Regions from separate parts of the Mus musculus genome. Here regions 1 and 2 are each linked to region 3. Evidence: chromatin contacts called from public Hi-C data. All regions are on one chromosome and are shown on one strand. The core of a region is the stretch at or near the end of the contact, and the rest is flanking DNA. Distances in the headings are between cores, read along the strand shown. Region 1 overlaps Pvt1 (Pvt1 oncogene). Region 2 overlaps Pvt1 (Pvt1 oncogene). Region 3 has its middle 310 kb from the start of Pvt1.

Region 1 (2,700 bases), core at 76-2,575, 130 kb after region 3:
ACACCGATGCTCAGAAGAATTGCACACAACCAAGTCAGAGAGGAAGAAATGCATTTGACAAGAGGCCAAGGGGAAGAAAGATTGCCATGACCATGAAGAGGGGCTTGGGGTAGCCCAGCCAAACTCCCAGCAAGCAAGGCTCAGCTCCTCTCTACACTCACCTATTCTCCTGCTCCTCCACAGAAGGGCCCTGAGCACACAGAATCAGCAGCAGCAGCATGCGCTGTTCTCATCCCTTGGCTGAAGACACTGAGGAGAAAAGGAAATTTATCTTTCCTTTTCAAAACGGATCCAAGTGAGATATGCATGGTCAACAGAAGGGTGATATAATTACTAACCAGGCAATTTTACTTCTGAGACCTCCGCACTTGAGTTTGTTAACATGTTATCTTCCATCTTAGCCCACAGTCCCAACAATAACTTCACTGCAGCCTCCTCAGCCTCCCCTTAGTTGGTCTCAGTCCCATAAAGGTAACGGTCATACCGCTTCCCACTGCAGCATCCTTGTAACCAGAGACGGTCCAGGCAGGGGGCAAGGAAAGAATAAGACTAGGTAAGCATCAGTACTGCTCATGCTCAAATAAAGACATGGGCTTGGGACTCCCACTGAAGCCTGGTACCCAAAGGAGCATCCATGGGCATTTTGAACCAAGTCCACATGGTCAAACAACAGAGTATGTTTACTCCATGAGAAAGTCTTCATCTGAAGACTTCCACATGGGCATCTGCAGGTCATAGCACCAGAACCTTCTTTTCTACAAAAGCCACAGCTGTCCCCTAATATAGCTTTTATATAGTTTTTTTTTTTAACTTGGTACTGACCAGGACTTGATCATCCTAGCAACTCATGTCAGAACCTTACATTGACAGATCCATGTATATAACATAAAGTGTTCTGCAGAGGAAGGAACGGGATACAGTAGAGAGCATGCTACTGTTGGATGTGTTGGATATCAGTGGGTTAAACCACAGGATCTTCTCTTGTCAGGGAGACATGGCAGTGTTTGGAGACCTTTTCATTCACAGTTCATAGCCACCATGACAAGGAAATGACCGCTGTCTTGTCTTTACAGAATACAGGTGAACCTGGTGTTTGGAAAGGTTTAAGTTAAGCCCAGGTATTGGGACTCTGGGACTCCAAGTCACAACAAATGCTCAATAAATATTACCTGCTGCTTCTAGTTATTGCTGTTGTTCTTAAAGAAACACACTTGATAGGTATTTGAACTGCACCAATTTACTCTGAGTAACTTGCCCTTAAGTCAGTGTACAGTGTGAGCAGCAGAGGCTTCCAAAAGGCCAAAGGCTCTGCTGAATTTCAAGGTCAGTGCTGTGTCCACAACTGCCATGCTACCAGTCACCCATGCCAAGGATCCTCCCACACTCCAGACTTGTAGCCAGGAAACAACAGACATACTTCCTGCAATTCCTTGGTGGTTCTTTGTGCGGCTTTTTGAAGCTTTTGTGTTCTCTAATGTGCTGGGCTGGGTGGACAGCGCCATCATGATCAAAGACCCAGCTGGCAGGTATGCCAACCCCGTATACGCTGCCAGCCACCAGGCACCAGCTGCCAGCTGCCAGCCACCAACCACCAGCCACCTGCCACTGGATCCAGGAAGAGTCAAGGGGGGAGGTATTAGGCTTCACAACGGCTCCAGGTGCTATCCCAGCCACAGGCTCTGCCTTGCAACAGCTGAAGTGTGCCTATTCCAGGTGTGCCAGGCAGGAGCTGACATTCAAGCAGCTCCTAGACCAGCAGTGGCTGGCAGATCACTGGCAATGTGATGGCTTAAGGAAACTTAACCTTCTGACTGGGACAAATGAGTTCAAGAGGGCCCGAAGGGAGAGTGCAGCATCCTTCCACAGGCCCAAGTTCACAAGTGCCATACTTAGTCCCAGGCAGGTTGGGGCCAAGGGGTTCTAAGATAACCATCACTGAAGCATATGCTAGTGAAAGGCTATGTTGTATTACATGAGGAATTCTGCAAGAAATTGGGCCGGAAAGGGCTCAGAACATCTATGGTGGTTTGAATGAGAAATAGTCCCCATGACCTGAGGCATTTGAATGCTTGGTCTCCTGGTGCAGTTTGGGGGACATTTATGAGGTTTGGACTTTTGAAGGAAGTGTGTCATTAGTAAGCTTTGAGAGTAAAGGGACCTGAGTCATTTCTAGCTCCCCGTACCCCTTCTCATTGTGTTTGCAGATCGAAATGTGATCCTTCATATCCTGTCCCTGCCTTTGCTGTGCCACCGCAGATGGACTCTCACCCTCTAGAACCGTAGGCCCCAATATATGCTATTTCCTCTGCGTTGCTTTGGTCATGGTATTTTATCACAGTAATAGAAAGGTAACTACCGCATTCTATGTTCATAGCTCCTAGTAGAACAGATACCCATTTGCATTAAGTGTCAAAAAAGGGAATGGGGAACTTCCTAGAACTCAGATGCTTGCTGAATCTGCCTCTGGGAACCCCAGAGACCTTCATGGAGAAATTCTGGGTGTCAGCTATTCCTCTAATCACCCTGAAAATCTTGAAGATGTATATCACAGCATCTGCTTTATCAGTTAGATGGATAAGGAAAGTCTATTGGCTGTCACATTTTCCACATAGAAGAAACATTTATAGATAAGAAAAAAAAAATCACCTAAGGTCAAATGGCAAACCAGGCTCTAACACAGGAGCTCATTTCTTATTTTTT
Region 2 (2,700 bases), core at 133-2,632, 180 kb after region 3:
TAGAAATGAGCATTGTACGGTGCTTTAATATAAATGATGAAAGTTTAAGATATAAACATGATTGGATGAAAAAGAGATGACAAATAATTCTCTACCTCCATGCCTATATATGATAATTAAGCATGGATGAAACCCTAAAGCCCTAAAAACGACTCAGGATATGGGAAACGGACAAACTCAGAAAGCATCAAAGGGCAAGTTGAAGAAAGCAACCTTGCTGGGCATGGAGGTACACACTCAGAATCTCCATCCCAGGAAGGCAGGGAAGCAAGTCTTAGGGGTTCGCTGGCCAACCCATCTAACATAATTAGTGAGCTCCAGACCGATTCGAGAAGCTGTTTCAAAGAAAGTGATGGCATTCCTGAAGACAATACTCTTAAGTTATCCTCTAGCCTCAATACAGATACAGGAACATGGTCTCTAGGGAGAGAAAGCAGATGTGGGTGGATGTGGGTGCAGTCAGCGCCATGTCAGCTTATTGAGCCCTGCAGTATACAGGTGGATCCAACAGTCTCTGATAGCCTCAGCTCTGAGAGGTCCGGGCCTCTCCTTCCTACAGTGTTCAGATAAGAGTAGAAAAAAACCCAGATCTGCATATGAACGGATGCTAACTGATTCCCACAAATGTTCGTGCAACACCTCACAGGGAGGTCTAGATGCGATTTCAAAACTCAGCAACCTGAATTAAGCCTTTTTCTGAAAGGTAACTGAGACCAGCCTCTGCAGTGGGGTGCTTAAGAGCATGGATAAATTTAGGTTCCTGCAAATTGGGGTCCAAGTGGGATTCCAGCCCATCATAGAATCCCGACAGACTGCTGTCTGCATAAAATACAGGCAGAGACAATCAAACCAGAGGTGAGCACTTAACCTAAATCTAGTCCTAATGCCTAGGCAACCAATTCTGTGCCTCTGGCCACATTCAATTTATCTCAGAAACCTGCACTGTTTTTATACCCATAAATGGGGACCTTCTGGTATCTTTTCTCCTGAGCAGGCTGATTACCCCCCCCCCCAAGATTTTACAGACCATGTACATATAATGTATAGCAAGGGCATATACAGGCAAGAGTTTCACCTTGTGGCTTCCAGGGGCAACCGACGTCTAGTTCTTCCCTGCATAATGGTATCTGTTTATCAGGTCTGTATCCTAGTATAGGTATATTTCAAAGCTGATTAAATTGGGCTGAGAAGATCTAACTCATAAAAAATAAAAGTGATTTCTCTCCAAAACTCCAGGGCCAAGAGTACAGGAGGCAGGAGTCCTTCTTAATTTGTTTAGGCCATGGTTCAATAGCTGCTTTTGGAACGAGCCAGGGCTCTGTGGGTAACTGGCAAATGGCAAGAGGTTCCCTGACTACTTACTTGCTGTTCAGTCCAGTGACTTTCTCTGAAATGGGAAAGCAGGCCAGTGAAGGTAACTTACCCACAGAGGGCAAAGGGAGCACCTAACCAACGCTGGGGGGGTGACAAGAATGGAATTTGCCCCCTGCGTGCTTCAGTGTGCAGCTTCCAGGTCCTGTTGGGGCCTCTGCAGCGCTGAGGTGCTGTTGACAACCCACAGGAGACACCCTGCCTCTCCCTGTTCCGTGGAGGAAGACAAGCACGCCGAGGCTGGCTTTCTCAAGAGCGGACCAGGTGAGGAAAGGCTTGCTATTCCATCTTCAACACTCTCACCTGCTGGGAATTTCCTTTGGCAAGACTATCAAAGGACTGCTTCTCCTTTTACTCTTTGTCTCTCAGGAGTCCCCGGCAAATGCCCCTGAGCCTGTAACAGCCTGTCTTCTCAGCACCCTGGCAATGGGTCAAGAATGCTTCCTGCATGTGACCCATTGTCATGCCTGTATCTCTCATGGTCCTGTCAGGACTAGGCTTAACCCCCACTTTCCAAATGAGGAAATCAAAGCCATGAGAGTCAGGCTCCTTGTCCAAGGTCACCCAGCAGCCTGCCATGGGTTCTAGAAGCTGGGCTCTAGCATTCAACCCTGAAAGGTCATGGCTATCTCCTTTTCTAGAGTCTTCCTTCCAGTCATAAAGTATTATTGGAATCCCGATTTAATCCCAGGGGTAATGGCTAACATCAATTGCTCATGTAACAGAATCTAGCGTCTCCTCGAGACAAATTTCCAGAAGATCTGTGTGAGAGAGTTTCTAGACTGGGTTAAGTTGAGTAACTTAAATAGTTTAAGGTTAAGAAGGAAGACTCACTCTAAGGATGAACAGAACCATGCCATTGGTCAGGATCCTGAACTAAATGAAACTGATAAAGCAAATAGAAGGCCAGTATAGGCATCGCTCTCTGAATTACAAATACAATGTGATTAGCTACTTCATGCTCCTGCCTCCGTGCATTCCCCACTACGGAGAACCAAACTGTAAGCCAAAAATAAACCCTCCCTTGGCTTTTGTTGGGTATATTGTCACAGTAATAATAATAGTAATAAAAATAAAATTAACTTACATATCAGGCCAGGCAGGGGCTAGGGATACTCCATGGGAAGATGGGAAGAGATATGTCCCATGCTCTCTATGATCACCAATGCAAACTCTTACCCAGCAATCCCCAAGTGATGGATTTGGAAAAGCCTCTCCTAGCAGCGTGGGCCTGGGTTGTTGCCTACTGGCAGAGGTATGCAGGATAAGCTTAGCCTATGAGGTCAAGGAGAGCCGCTGTGAATGCCAGCTGCTCGCTCACCTGCTGCT
Region 3 (2,700 bases), core at 127-2,626:
AAGAAAAAAAAACCCTGCTCACTCTATTAGGAGTCCCACAAGAAGATGGACTTGCACACTGTAATTGTGTGTGCAGACATATTTACAGGTCAGACCCATATAGACTACTCCCTGGTTAACAGTTCAATCTCTGTGTGCCTCTTTGAGCCCAGGATAGTTGATTCTGTGAGTTTTCTTGTGGTGTACTTGACCTTTTTGGATCCTACAATCCTCACCACCACCCTCCACACCCTGCCTCTTCTGCAGGGTTCCCAAGCTCTACCTAACGTTAGTCTGTGGTTTTCTAAATCTGTTTCCATCAATTGCTAGATGAAGCCTCTCTAATGACCTAATGACAATTGGGTGGGGCAACAATCTATGAGAATAGCAAATTATCATTAGGAATCATTTCATTGGTTTTGTGTGTGTGTAAGAGAGAGAGAGTTGTGCTTTGTTCTATCCTAGGTCTCTGGGCAATTCAGAATCCAGACTGGTTCCTGGCCCTCCAGGCAGAATCATGGATACAATCCCTCTCATGGCATGCATCTCTAGCTGGACTATTCATTGCTTAACCATTCCCACAATTTCTGCACCACCTTTTCTGTGGCATATCTTGTAAGCAGGACAAATTGTAGGTCAAAGGTTATATGGCTGGGTTGGTGTCACAATACTTCCACTAGACATCTTGCCTGGTTATAGGCAGGAGATGGCCAGTTCACAGCCTCAAGTTTATGGGAATGCCATTTACTTCATACCTGAGCAAGCTTGTAACTTCAGTTTAAGTCTAATAGTTTCACTATTAAAGGGAAGGGTAGTTCCTTCCATTGGATATGAGCCCAAAGGTAAGGGACAGAAAAGTCAGTCTGTATGTCCTTCAGCATTGTTCCCAATACTTACTAAGTGTTCTGTGTCTGTGAGTTGTTCGAACCCGAATCGTCCTTGGCTACCAGGAAAACCTGCAAACCTGGAAGCTACCTGAGTTTCAGAGACTAAAAAGATATTCCAAGCAAATTAATAAAGTTGACAATGGCACAATGGCAATGAGTTAAATATCCCTAATCTCTGAAATGACTGTCTATAAGGAAAAAAATTGAGATGTGACATCCGAAGCTCAAAATTGGGTAACTAGGCACTGCCAGTTTCTGGCTAAGCACCTCAAGCAACTTCAGTGTCATTTCAACAGAAGTTTTCTTGTCTATTCAATAGGGCGCAATCATATTGACTTCAAAGCAAATGAGCTATCAGCCTGTTCAGTGAGCCAGTTGTGAGAACCCAAGCAGCTACTTAAATATTTGTGTCCTTTTCAGAGCCGGGCCACAAAGGTGCCACTGCTGATAACCTGAGACCAACCAAATGCTCCTTGTCCTTTGTGCTGCTACTGGATTCGGTTGCATAATGAGCCCTCATTTCTGAGAAAGGCCAGGTCAAACCATTCAGGCTGTACTCCCAGCATTAGCGCACCCTCCATTCCAGGGAATGTCATTGGCCTGTGTCTCTAACAGCACAGCATTCCAAGAGAATCCTGTTTAACAAAAGCTGGATAGAACAACCAATAGCTGGAATGACGAAGTTCACTGACTACAGATCTTGAGACCTTGGCAATCCGTGTCACCCTCCTCTTTCTCGAAGAGGTCAGTTTCATCAGTTATTGGTTTTGTCTTGATAGAACTCAGAAAATCCCACAAGAACAAATCATAGGTTGTTTTTATCATTTTGTTCCATTTCACCTGTTTGCTTAGCAACCCTGGTAAAAAGCTTTGGGCAAACAGAAACCTTTTAATTCTACTGAGTCCTTACCCAGGACACTTTGGTTGCAGGAGTAACTGAAAAGGGCACCTTCCATTTAGACTTTTCTCATAAGTAAAGCTTCTTTAACATTCCTGTAATGATAAGATAAAATACCTATGACTTTTGCTCTAATAACAAAGAAATTAAAGAGTTTCTAACAGCTGTTTATTCACTCAAGTATGGACCAAATATTCATCAAACAATAGATATAGTTCTTAGCTGAATGTATAACAGAGATTAAAGTAGAATCCTTTTTTTATGGAGGGGAATCCAAATAGAACCTATTCCTCTTGTCCATGGGGAATGGATCCAGATATCCATCTGGACTGGAAACATTCCAGATAACACAAATACCTGATTGCCTAGTATTTGTCCAGTGAACATTGGCTCAATTTCAAGTGCAGATGCACTTACTGATGTAAATGTACAGAAAGAACAAACCTTTAGGAAAACATACAGCTACTTTTTTGTTATTTTTTTATTTACTCCATCAAAAAGAATTAGGACCCTGATGATAAAATAAATGATGGATTATCTAATTCTTTTAAATGCTGCACTATATTAGATACTTCTGTGTTTATTCATTCACTTCTTCAATTAACAATTGTTCATATGGGTATTCTGTGTGTTAGGTACTAAGACTACAGAAATCAAGAAACCCATCTCTTTGCCCTTCTAGACCTTTCATTCTCCTAGACCTAGATAATACCAGTGAAATGATGAGTTCTAGGATGTGAGAATGATGAGGAGAGAAGAAATGCAAATCTTTTGTAATGATTTTTTTATTTATTTTATATATATATATATGAGTGTACTGCGGCTGTCTTCAGACACATCAGAATAAGGCATCAGATCCCATTACGGATGGTTGTGAGCCACCATCTGGTGGCTGAGAATTGAACTCAGGACCTCTGGAAGAACAGTCAATGCTCT

Evidence for each region. A called contact is a pair of places that touch in the nucleus more often than the background predicts.
Region 1: a Hi-C map of liver shows a contact between it and region 3, with 3 times the contacts expected there. The contact joins two enhancer-like sites. A contact is called at or near these places in 1 of 39 promoter capture datasets (liver), 10 of 484 Hi-C or Micro-C datasets (the AML12 cell line, the G1E-ER4 cell line, the N1E-115 cell line and 2 more) and 1 of 115 datasets of contacts at active chromatin or transcription factors (embryonic fibroblasts).
Region 2: a Hi-C map of liver shows a contact between it and region 3, with 2.5 times the contacts expected there. The contact joins two enhancer-like sites. A contact is called at or near these places in 11 of 484 Hi-C or Micro-C datasets (B cells, the CH12 cell line, the G1E-ER4 cell line and 3 more) and 3 of 115 datasets of contacts at active chromatin or transcription factors (CD8 T cells, extraembryonic endoderm stem cells and pancreatic cancer cells).

Annotation. Positions count from the first base shown.
Region 1 is chr15:62,211,361-62,214,060 of GRCm38.p6, reverse strand. All of the region lies in intron 2 of Pvt1 (Pvt1 oncogene), which reads right to left. Among named protein-coding and RNA genes, the nearest start is that of Pvt1, 170 kb to the right of the region's middle. Within about 2 kb of position 1,325, at least 24 of the 459 cell types and tissues checked have an H3K27ac peak or open chromatin away from gene starts, as enhancers often do. A contact at or near this core is called in liver, where this site is marked.
Region 2 is chr15:62,161,258-62,163,957 of GRCm38.p6, reverse strand. All of the region lies in intron 1 of Pvt1 (Pvt1 oncogene), which reads right to left. Among named protein-coding and RNA genes, the nearest start is that of Pvt1, 120 kb to the right of the region's middle. Within about 2 kb of position 1,382, at least 20 of the 459 cell types and tissues checked have an H3K27ac peak or open chromatin away from gene starts, as enhancers often do. A contact at or near this core is called in liver, where this site is marked.
Region 3 is chr15:62,344,752-62,347,451 of GRCm38.p6, reverse strand. No RefSeq gene overlaps it. Among named protein-coding and RNA genes, the nearest start is that of Pvt1, 310 kb to the right of the region's middle. Within about 2 kb of position 1,376, at least 3 of the 459 cell types and tissues checked have an H3K27ac peak or open chromatin away from gene starts, as enhancers often do. A contact at or near this core is called in liver, where this site is marked.